Regions from separate parts of the Zea mays genome. Here all the other regions are linked to region 2. The links are chromatin contacts, called in public Hi-C maps. All regions are on one chromosome and are shown on one strand. Each heading gives the region's core, a stretch centred on a gene start, on an enhancer-like site or on the middle of the called end of the contact. The rest is flanking DNA. Distances are from core to core; before and after follow the strand shown.

Region 1 (3,635 bases), core at 181-2,680, 350 kb before region 2:
CGCCAGCATCCGCAGCTCGTCGCCCAGCTTCTTGTGCTGCACCGTGCGCCGCCGGTACGCCACGTACTTCTCCTCCGGGTGGTACAGGTGCTTGACCAGCGACGACGTGGCGGCGCCCAGCAGCAGGATGTTGAGCATGAAGGCGGCGTACACCTGCTCGTCGAAGATGTCCGAGTCCACGAACGCCGAGGCGTAGGCGACCTCGGTGATGCCCTTGAAGTTCATCATGAGGCCGACGATGAAGGCCTCCCGGGGCGACATCCCGCAGTAGATGCAGGGCAGCATGCAGGCCGCCTGCTTGGCGGCGACGCCGACGAGGAGGAAGATCTCGAGGAGGAGGCACGTGGAGGCGTCGGTGATCTTGAAGACGTCCAGCCTGAGGCCGCCCTGCGCGAAGAGCAGCGGCATGAGCACCCCGGCGACGAGGCGGTCGAGGCGCTCCTCGAGGGTGACCCCGAGCGGGGCGCCGCCGGGGAGCATGAGACCCAGCATGAAGGGCCCGTAGGTGGCGTGCAGGCCCAGGACCTCGCTGGCGAAGCTGCAGACGATGGTGATGAGCAGCACGGCGACGAGGCGCGCCTCGGAGAGGAGGCCTCCCTCGGGGACGTCGCGCATGAGGCGCAGGATGGCCGGGCGCGCCACGTAGGTCAGGAAGCCTATGAAGATGGCGAAGATGACGAGCGACAGGAAGCCGATCCGCTGGACCCTCTCCAAGGGGCTGGACGCGAGGAGGTAGGACGTGATGCCCGCGACAAAGATGGTGTTGGCGAAGTCGCCGATGAGCGCCGCGGACATAGCGAGGCGCCCCAGCTTGGAGGAGAGGAGGTTGAGGTCGCCCAGCGTGGAGCAGACGACGATGAAGGCCGAGAGCGACCACCACACGTTGAGGTTGGTGAGCATGAAGTTGGCCTTCCACGGCGCCGGCACGCGCGCCCCGAGCGCGGCGGCGGCGGCGTACATGGCCATGTGCGGCCCGATGGCGCCGAAGAAGGCGATGGCCACGGCCTTCTTCCCGGACTTGACGATCATCCCCAGGTCCGTCTTCACGCCGATAACAAAGATCTGCAGTGTGAAGGCGTACGCGCCGACCGTGTTGAGCTGCAGCCACCCCTCCGGCGTCGCGAAGGGCGCGCTGGCGTTCGGGAGCACCCGGCCCAGGAGCGACGGGCCGAGCAGCGCGCCGGCCACGATCTGGGAGATGACGAGGGGCACGTTGGCGCGGCCGAGCAGGGCGTGCACGGCGCGGGAGAGCGCGAAGACGGCGCAGACATGGTAGAGGAGGAGCGGGAAGTAGAACTTGAGCGGGTCGTCGCCGGCGAAGACGCCAGAGGAGGTGGCGACTGAGTCGTTGAGCGGGAAGCAGAAGATGCTCTTGTTGACGGTGACCTCCGCAAGCAGTTGCGGACCGGGCGGCGCCTCACGCGACATGGGCGGCGGGGCCGGGGCTCGGGGCTCGCTCGGGAGGACGATGAGTGCAGCCGTGCAGGGAACGATGGGTAGGGGCGCACCGGGAATGCATGCAAATCTTTACTAAAAATAAAGCAGCAGTCGTGCGTCGCTCCTTCTTCACCCACGCGTTGCAAGAAAGACTGTCCCGCGTTTGGATTCACATGCAACCCCGCCTGCCCCGCGCGTTTGGATCCTTCACCCGCGCGTTTGGATTAGCACGCAAGTGTCTAGTCTTTCAATAGGTTTTGATGATTTAAATGATAATGTATTTAGGGGGCTGTTTGGTTTGCTACTTAAGCGCAACAACGTACACAACTTTTATATTTATACTTAGTTATTTAATTCAAGCGACTAAGGTTAAGCAAATTCTTGCGCTTTATGTAGGAAATCAAACATGCCTGAAATAGGATTGATGAGTTTGCTAAGTGTTTCACTATAAATGAAGCAATCATGATTGAAAATAATTAAGAGACAAGATTTGATATGGGATATCTCATATACAAGGATTGCTTAAGATAGAAGAAGCAAGTACTTGCATTTAGTTGAAGAAATAGTCAAGCTCAAGAGAAGTCATACAAGGATGAATGATCTATCATGAAGTGAAAATGGTAAGAGATGGATGGGCACTGATTAAGTTGGTTTTCAGTATGATGTGACTTGGAGGCAATTTGATAGGGTGAAGACACGTAAGGAAAGAGCTTCGAGAGACTAAGCAAATGTGAAGGTCAAGCAACTTAGAGGATAAGTCGAAGCCTATGAGATGACTTAGAATGTTTGGAATAACTTAAGAAACATATGTCTAAGTCATGCAAGTGCCCAAGAGATGAGTCAAGTGAAGACAAAGAAGTTGTGCCCAAAACTAGACTAAGTTTGGTTGATGAGTAGGCACCGAACTCAGTACGCAGAGAGGTTGTTTTGGGCTACAGTGGCTTGGTGCACTGGATCGAGGTATGGTGTGCATTGAACTGGTTACTGAAAGTCGCCTAGATGGGGGTGAATAGGGCGAATCTGAAATTTACAAACTTTAAGCACAATTACAAGCCGAGGTTAGCGTTAGAAATATAAACGAGTCCGAAAGAGAGGGCGAAAATAAATCACGAGCAAATGAAGAGTGAGACACGGTGATTTGTTTTACCGAGGTTCGGTTCTTGCAAACCTACTCCTCGTTGAGGTGGTCACAAAGACCGGGTCTCTTTCAACCCTTTCCCTCTCTCAAACGGTCACTTAGACCGAGTGAGCTTCTCTTCTCAATCAAACGGGACACTATGTCCCCACAAGGACCACCACACAACTGGTGTCTCTTGCCTCGGTTACAATTGAGTTGGAATCAAGAAAGAATGAAGAAAAAAGCAATCCAAGCGCAAGAGCTCAAATGAACACAAGTATCTCTCTCTCACTAGTCACTATTTGATTGGAATTTTCTTTGGACTTGGGAGAGGATTTGATCTCTTGTTTGTGTCTTGTATTGAATGCTATAGCTCTTGTATGAGGTGTGAAGGCTGAAAACTTGGATGCAATGAATGGTGGGTGGTTGGGGGTATTTATAGCCCCAACCACCAAAGGAGCCGTTGGTTGAGGCTGCTGTCGCATGGCGCACCGGACAGTCCGGTGCGCCAGCCACGTCACCCGTCCGTTGGATTCTGACCGTTGGAGCTTCTGACATCTGGGCCACCGAACAGTTCGGTGGTGCACCGGACAGTCACGGTTCACTGTCCGTGCGCCTTCTGGCTCTGCTCTGACTTCTGCGCGCACTGTAGCACATTAACTGCTGTTGTAGACGACCGTTGACGTTGTGTAGCCGTTACTCCGCTGGTGCACCAGACAGTCCGGTGCTACACCAGACTGTCCGGTGAATTATAGCGGAGCGGCTCCCAGAATTCCCGAAGGTGGCGAGTTCAGACTGGAATTCCCTGGTGCACCGGACACTGTCCGGTGGTGCACCGGACAGTCCGGTGCGCCAGACCAGGGCACACTTCGGTTGTCTTTTGCTCTCTTTGTTTGAACCCTTTCTTGGTCTTTTTATTGGTTTGTTGTGAACCTTTGGCACCTGTAAAACTTATAATCTAGAGCAAACTAGTTAGTTCAATTATTTGTGTTGGGCAATTCAACCACCAAAATCAATTAGGAAAAGGTGTAAGTGAAAGGGAAATGTGCCCTTGGGCCATTCCTAAGTGTTTTGGTGATTT
Region 2 (3,610 bases), core at 466-2,965:
TCACCCGAGGCCACAACTCTCTAGAGGCATTCACGACTCACCCCGAGGTAGTCACGACTTGCCCGAGGCAGTCACGATTCGCCCGAGGTCAACTTCGGGCGGGATACGCAGTTTCGATTCGCCCCGAAACCAACCATGACAGGAGACATAGTTTTGATTCGCCCGAGACCAATCTCGGCGAGAGACGCAATTCCGATTCGACCGAAGCCAACCTCGGCGGGAGACACGGTTCCGATTCGCCCGAGATCGACCTTGGCGGGAGATGTAGTCACGGTTCGCTCGAGCGCATCTCCGACTTGTTCGAGCGCAGTCACGACTCGCCCGAGCGCATCTCCGACTCGTCCGAGCGCAGTCATGATTCGCCCGAGCGCGTCTCGGGTGACTGTCCTGTGAGGCCGAGACTGGCCATACTTAGCCAAAATTCTTTACTATATGTTGGCTCGACTTGAGAAGTTCCCTAATACTTAGATGAACATTGTTAGCACCTAAAACAAATGACTAAGTGCTAGAAACATACCTTTATCTTTTTTATTCATAGAGGTTTGCAATATGTCCAATTTCAAGCCCAAAAGTGCTTTCTTATTTTCCTTAATCTTTTGGACTTGATTGTTTCAATTTGCTTTATAAACACTTGTGCTCATGCTCATAAGAGGAGTTTTAGTTCTGAGTAATGTGTTGAGCATTTAATCACCAAAATAATTGGAAATGGCCCACCCTTTCACCATCTCTGTGCCGCACCGACCCCTGCCCGTCGTAGCCTAGGTCTCGGCGCGACTCATCATGTTGCGGGGCCTGTAGGCGGCCATGACACTTAGACCTAGGTCAATAGGTCATGAATGGGCCACAGGCCTAGGAGCCCATAGGTTATGAGTGGGAAGTGGTCCGACTCACCCTCTGTGGCTCGGCGCTAGGCGCAGCTAATGCAGCACATCGGGTTAGTCCTGGTCCGGCATGGAATCCACCCGAGTGGCTTCCTCTAGATCCGCCGACCCCCTTTGTGTCTCTGCCTCGCCCGATCCTTGGCTCGGTGCCATGGGTTTTATACGAGGCGGGTCCTTTTCAGGGTGGACCTTTCCCACGCACTTCTACTGACTAGTGGGCCCCGGGGCCCACGATGATCATTTTCCCGACTGGGTGATAACGAGTGGGGTTTGGGTCGGGTGGACCAAAAACCTGTTTGCAATCATACCTGAGAAGTCTACATGAAACCGCCTGCTATCGCACATGCGGGTGCAATTCCAAACCCGCATATGAACTCATCGTGTTTCGGGTGGTTTTGAGGTCACCCATTTGTTTTTTACTTAGAAACAATAAATTAGCTATAAGTAATTAAGTAACAACAATAAGTGAGTTAAATCTACAAATTTTAAGTCTTCTCATGTTGAGCATGAATAAAACATTTCATTAATTATTAGCCAATTTACTTATTCAAATAACTGCTATTGTATATTATTTTTTTATAAAATAAAGAATAAATTAAATTTTGGGTGTATGTGAGTCATCATGGGTTAACCCCGTAAAACTTTAGGTCGATGCGGTGCAACCACGGGTCAAAATCTTCACCCGTGCACCGGTCGGGTTTCGGATCTATAAGTAAAATTGCTATCTCACGGTCACGGCCTAGAAGGGTAGAAGCGGTTTTTGCCATGATATCTGTCAATAATAGTATTCATAAGGGTCGAGATGAAAATCTCTCAGATAAGTTGAATAGTATCGAAAACCCTAATCCGTCTCCCTCCTATCGCACTCGCGTCTCTTTCCTATTCGCGCCGCCGCCGCTGCTGCAAGCGCCAGCTCGCCGTCGTCCGAATAGTACACTCTAACGCCGCCATGGGGCGTATGCACAGCCGCGGGTAACCCTCCTGTCCTCTTCCTCGTAGCACTGGTGGTATTGCTTCTAGTGTGGTGAATCTGTGTGCTGATGGCGGCTGCGTGGCTCCGTGACGCAGGAAGGGTATCTCGTCGTCGGCGCTGCCGTACAAGAGGACGCCTCCTACCTGGCTGAAGACCGCCGCCTCCGACGTGAGAGCCTTCTCCTCTCCTTCGACTCCATTCCATTCGGCCGTCGTCTGGTTCGTTATTGTTGGGAATGCGGATTTGGTTCGTTGACGTGTGTTGTCGCCTGGTAGGTGGAGGAGATGATCACAAAGGCAGCGAAGAAGGGACAGATGCCGTCGCAGATCGGCGTCCTGCTCCGTGACCAGCACGGTATCCCCCTTGTCAAGAGTGTCACCGGCAGCAAAATCCTCCGCATCCTCAAGGCCCATGGTGAGAATTACATTTACATCCCTATCGCTCGATTCACATGTTGCCAGTGGCGGAGCCTGATGTACATGGAGTGTGAGGCTAGCAAATCTAAAGCTTCATCAGGAAAATATACCAAGATACTGAAGCATCCTTTATAGAATTGCAAAACTAGGAGGGGCCATGGCCCTAATGAAGCTCCACCTCGGCTTGTTGGCATTTTGTGATTTGTACTGTATTCATGTTTCATGTGCTCGTGTAGGGCTGGCACCCGAAATCCCGGAGGACCTGTACTTCCTCATCAAGAAGGCGGTGGCGATAAGGAAGCACCTTGAGAGGAACAGGAAGGACAAAGACTCTAAATTCAGGCTCATTCTTGTCGAGAGCAGGATCCACCGCCTTGCCCGCTACTACAAGCGCACAAAGAAGCTTCCACCCACGTGGAAGTAGTAAGTCACTCAAACCCATGCATTGTAGTTTGTTCTTGTTTGTACTAGCATGACTACTGAAGTAAGTGGCATTAGCTTGGTTAACTTGTTAATTGTTGATCTGCTGTGTCTGGTGATCTCTACAGAGGAGATGTGTAGTATTGTAGTAATTTTTTAATGTCAGTGTATTGTTGATTGTATTCAGATGCTACTGATTGTTTGCTACCTAATCATGTAATCACTACAATTCCGTGTGTGAAGCTTGATATTATAAGGCTGGTTAAAATTATAGATGATTTGAGCCATGGTCTTTTGGTGCTGGAAGTAATTGTGAAGCTGCTAGAATTAGGTAGTGTTTGATAAAGAACACTCTTATATGAAATGCATCTGTGAGCTATATTTTGCACGGTATTGTTCCATATAGCTAGCTGTAGTATGTCCATCTTGGTGCAATTTCATAGAGTGCATAAGATGTATCCCCAGCTCCATGAGTTTGTGGACTTGCTATGTTGATGATGTTTCGGTATGCCCATATTCCATTTTGGACTAAAAGTAGAGGCTTCAATCACTTAGTTTCGCCTGCATACTCCATATCCGATGCACAGCTGGAATATGGAGGCTTGCCATGCAGGGTATTACTAGTGTGCAGTGTGTTTGTTGCCTTTGGCACGCAATAGCAATGTTATGAAAATCTGGCCCGTGTGACCAAATGAGCTGCCATCAGCATTAAGTTGTATTAATACACTGCATGGGTTAATCCCTGCATAGTTCTTGACTTCTTGTGTTATGTTGTGTGCGCCTGCGTTTCTGTCAAGTGGCTTGCTATTTTGATGCTTTTACTTGTAATGTAGCTGACAACTCTTGCTCTACTGCAGCGAGTCAACCACTGCAAGCACTCTGGTGGCCTAAGCGAGGAGCTCAGCGTACGGCGCTTGAAG
Region 3 (3,565 bases), core at 369-2,868, 450 kb after region 2:
GACGGTAGGAAACAGACTTGCACAAGCCTATCATTGCAAAACCAAAAGGCCTAAAAATTGAAATATAACAATACAATAGAATTTGAATTTGAATTTTTAGCCCAAATGTCTACCTGAGCAGCTGCAGATGAAGCATCTGTTGAACCCTTAGGTTCAGCCCAACTAACAGTCAACTGGCTCCCATCAACCTTGAAGTTTGGAGATGAAAGTTTCTGCCTGGCATAGTCTGCGCAGGCATGGTTGTAATACTCAACAAAGAGGAAGCCACGGTTACGGTTTGGGTCATGCTGATCCTGTGCAAACAGCATCTCAATATTAGTGAATCTGGAACTTGTGGTGTACAAACGAAAACAAGCACGAAACCACAAAGCACACCTTAAACATCTCAATGTTGATAACACCTGGACCCTTCCCCTTGATAGTGTTGGTAAGCTCCTCCTCGCTCAGCCCCTTGGGCACATTCCCAACAAACAGCCTGTGCTTTGCCTGCGACAGAGAGCACCGCAAAGTCCTCCCCTACAGCACCAAAAACCATCGGATATAAGCACATTGCGCAGAACACATGACAGAATGTGGAAACCCAGTGTTAGGTAGAACAATCAGCAGCTCAGAAGGTCGCCAAAATTAGTAGCTACCTTGAACTCCCTGTCTTGCACATCCTCGATGGCGCGCTGCGCAGCCTCCTTGTCCATGAAGGTGACAAAGGCGAACCCCTTGTTCTCCTTTGTGTCCTTATCCTTGGTCAACCTCACCTGCCATTCCATTGACCCCCACAGAGACCCACATTACAACCCTCATGCATGTAACAAGCTGATGGTAAGAGGAAACGGCAGGGTTCGTGTGTCGCGTGAAACTGACCTCATATATTTCTCCCAACGGCTCGCACAGCTCACGGAGGTCCTCCTCCGTGATGTCGCGGGGCAGGCCACCAATGAAGACCTCAGAGCCATGGGGCGGCAGGGCGAGCATGTCATCCCACTTGCTCCTCTCCTCCTCGTCCTCGGGCCCGCCACCGGCGACGTCGGGCCCCTTGCCCGTGTCATCCCCGCCTTTACTTCCGGCCGGCTCCGGCTCCATCCCGGCGTCGTCGTCGGCGTCGCCGTGGCGCTCGTCATTGTCGTCATCCTCCTCGGGCTCCTCCGAGTCGTCCCGGCTTCCGCGGCGACGGTACCCGGCGTCGTCGTCGTCCATGCCGTCGTCGTCCCCCTCCAGGTCCACCTGCTCCTCCGGCTCCTCCGACGGCTGCCGATCCGACATCGCCGACAGCAAACCCTAACCCTAGACCAGGCAAAGAGGTCAAAAAAATCATCACAAAAAAAATACACAGGGGAACTCGCGTCGGGCGGACGGAATCGCGCGGGCGCGCTGCGGATCTGGGAGAGGGGGTCGGGAAACCGGGGCTCGTGTTCGCTCGTTACCTTTGCGCCGGAAAAAACCTACGCGCGGCATGATTGATCGATTGAAACAGGAGCAAGCAGTAGTAGTATAGAGATTAGTAGCAGTGGAGCAATTCGATTCAGTCGCAGCAGCAGAAGGAATTGGAGGAGGGAGATCGAGGGGGGAGGCGGGGTGCTTACTGGAGTGTGGAGGTGGTGTGGGTTGGGGAATTTGGCTTTTGGGGGCCGCCTCCGCCAGCAGGTGAGAGACTCAGCAGGGCTGTCCGCCAGCCTCGCGGGGAGCCTTTATAGCGGCCGGTAGGGCGTCCCTGTCGGCACCGCTGCTCGTTGCTCCGTCTTCAGATCCAACGGTAGGGAAGGATGCAAGGGATGCCCTGCCGTACAGTAACATCAACTTTGTGTTTGATGCGCTACATAAACATGACAAGCAATTGTTTGTTGAACCTTTTGTCATCTGTTTTTGTTCCTCGAGATAGGAATATGATATGTATGATTGTGTTTTCGTGATTACGTATTCTGCTGTCTTGTGTTTTTAGTCTACCAAGCATACATTGAAAAACTATCAAACATCATTTAATTCATGTTTCTAATTGATCGTTTCTTCAAAATTTCATATCTGGGATTTATTTTATAATGACTATAACATCTATAATATAAGATAATATTAAGAGCATCTTTTAAAGCATCCAATTTTTAAGAATCTATAGTAGTTTCAAATATACCAATTTATGTCCTAATTTATAGAAACCGGATTTTCAATTTCTTAAAAACCAACTCCCTCGATAAAATCAGCTTTTGTTTCTTTAGTTACATCATGCCCTTATTGGTTTTATGGAACTTACATCTATTGACATCGCTTTTTAAAATAGAGGAATAGTATGCTAATAATTATGGATCAAAAACAATTAGAAACACGGTTTCAAACACCCTACACAACTTTTTTTTTCTTAAACTGGTTTCTGAAAACTCACGATAGAAAGTGTTTTTTAATAACATGCTTCCAAACAAGGCCTACACAATAGTTACAGTCTTTTTATTAAAGACAACAATAAGTTATTGCTGGTGTGTCAATGATTGATTTATGAGTCGATGATAATGGCAATTTTCATCGATGATCCTAGACATACATTTATATTTAGTCTAGGTTAGACAATAAGCTAATCAAGATTTAGTTAATAGTTTGATTAGTCACAGCACCGCTTGATTTAGATTTTAATAAAAAATATTTTTCCAATCAAAACAGCATAAACAATTTGGTAATCAAAATCTTTTGGCATCTTGCCGTATCTGGCCGTCAGAGTCAACTTGTGGCAGTGAAAAGTTAGTTTTTTCATCCGTTTTTTAAAACCTTAAGGGCTAGTTTGGAAACCTCATTTCTCACGGGATTTTCATTTTTTCAAGAAAAATTAGTTTTTCTTTGGGAAAACGTAGTTCCCAAACTAGCCCTAAAAACTGCTTAAATCAATGTGAATCCAGAATCTAACGAGTCGTCGCAATGATGGAAATCCACAGCTTCCTAAACCTAAACCATGGAGACCTCTTCCTCCTCATCTTCATCGCGCGTAAGTCCCGGCGATATCCAGATTCTCATAATAGCTAAATTATCCAGGAACCCAAATTCTCATAAAAGAGCTATCCCAAACAAGCCCTAAGTCAATAACGTTGACTTCCCATCAGCTCTTGCCTTAATTTTTATAGTTGCTATTACCCGAAACCACAATCATGGAAATGTTTGCTCGCTTATCAGAGCAGAGTTTTGTTCCCGAGTCAGTCTCTTGGTCAAGCTCAAGAGGTACGATGCTAACGTGTATATTTTAAATCTAGGACATCTATTTTGCATCTAATGGTAGGAGCTAATTTTACAAAGAATCACTCCTGGCCTGCGAGAGAGGTGAAGGTGATATTTATAAAATTGGTGTTGTCGTTAGAAACAAAATGACCCATGTTTAAATATACACATGAGTATTGTACCCCATTAAACACTAGATACGTTCACAACATTTAGAGTCCACCCTAGTATCTATGCATTCAAACCTTTTTTAGCAGAGAGTTTTGTAGAGCTGGTTATCTATTCCTTTAGAAAATCTATCTCCAGTAGCTTATCTATTGTTATATACATATGTAAACTTCAATAAACGAACAGATATCCATATTTAAACTTTAATATA

Evidence for each region. Hi-C and Micro-C count contacts between places; a contact is called where the count stands out from the background.
Region 1: a contact with region 2 is called in a Hi-C map of ear, with 3 times the contacts expected there. The contact joins the promoter of LOC103653125 here to the promoter of LOC100272255 in region 2. A contact is called at or near these places in 2 of 25 Hi-C or Micro-C datasets (ear and tassel).
Region 3: a contact with region 2 is called in a Hi-C map of tassel, with 2.5 times the contacts expected there. The contact joins the promoter of LOC100191663 here to the promoter of LOC100272255 in region 2. A contact is called at or near these places in 2 of 25 Hi-C or Micro-C datasets (ear and tassel).

The regions. Positions count from the first base shown.
Region 1 is chr4:39,436,161-39,439,795 of Zm-B73-REFERENCE-NAM-5.0, forward strand. LOC103653125 (cation/H(+) antiporter 15) reads right to left here and starts at 1,431. Exons shown (of 1, transcript XM_008680088.3): 1 at 1-1,431. The coding sequence starts at 1,428.
Region 2 is chr4:39,781,577-39,785,186 of Zm-B73-REFERENCE-NAM-5.0, forward strand. LOC100272255 (ribosomal protein13) reads left to right here and starts at 1,716. Exons shown (of 5, transcript NM_001374568.1): 1 at 1,716-1,853; 2 at 1,950-2,022; 3 at 2,130-2,268; 4 at 2,507-2,693; 5 at 3,548-3,610. The coding sequence starts at 1,831. The coding sequence ends at 3,581.
Region 3 is chr4:40,227,396-40,230,960 of Zm-B73-REFERENCE-NAM-5.0, forward strand. It overlaps LOC100191663, which reads right to left and starts at 1,619. Exons shown (of 10, transcript NM_001137092.1): 1 at 1,578-1,619; 2 at 1,419-1,436; 3 at 859-1,278; 4 at 636-752; 5 at 376-516; 6 at 114-293. The coding sequence starts at 1,257.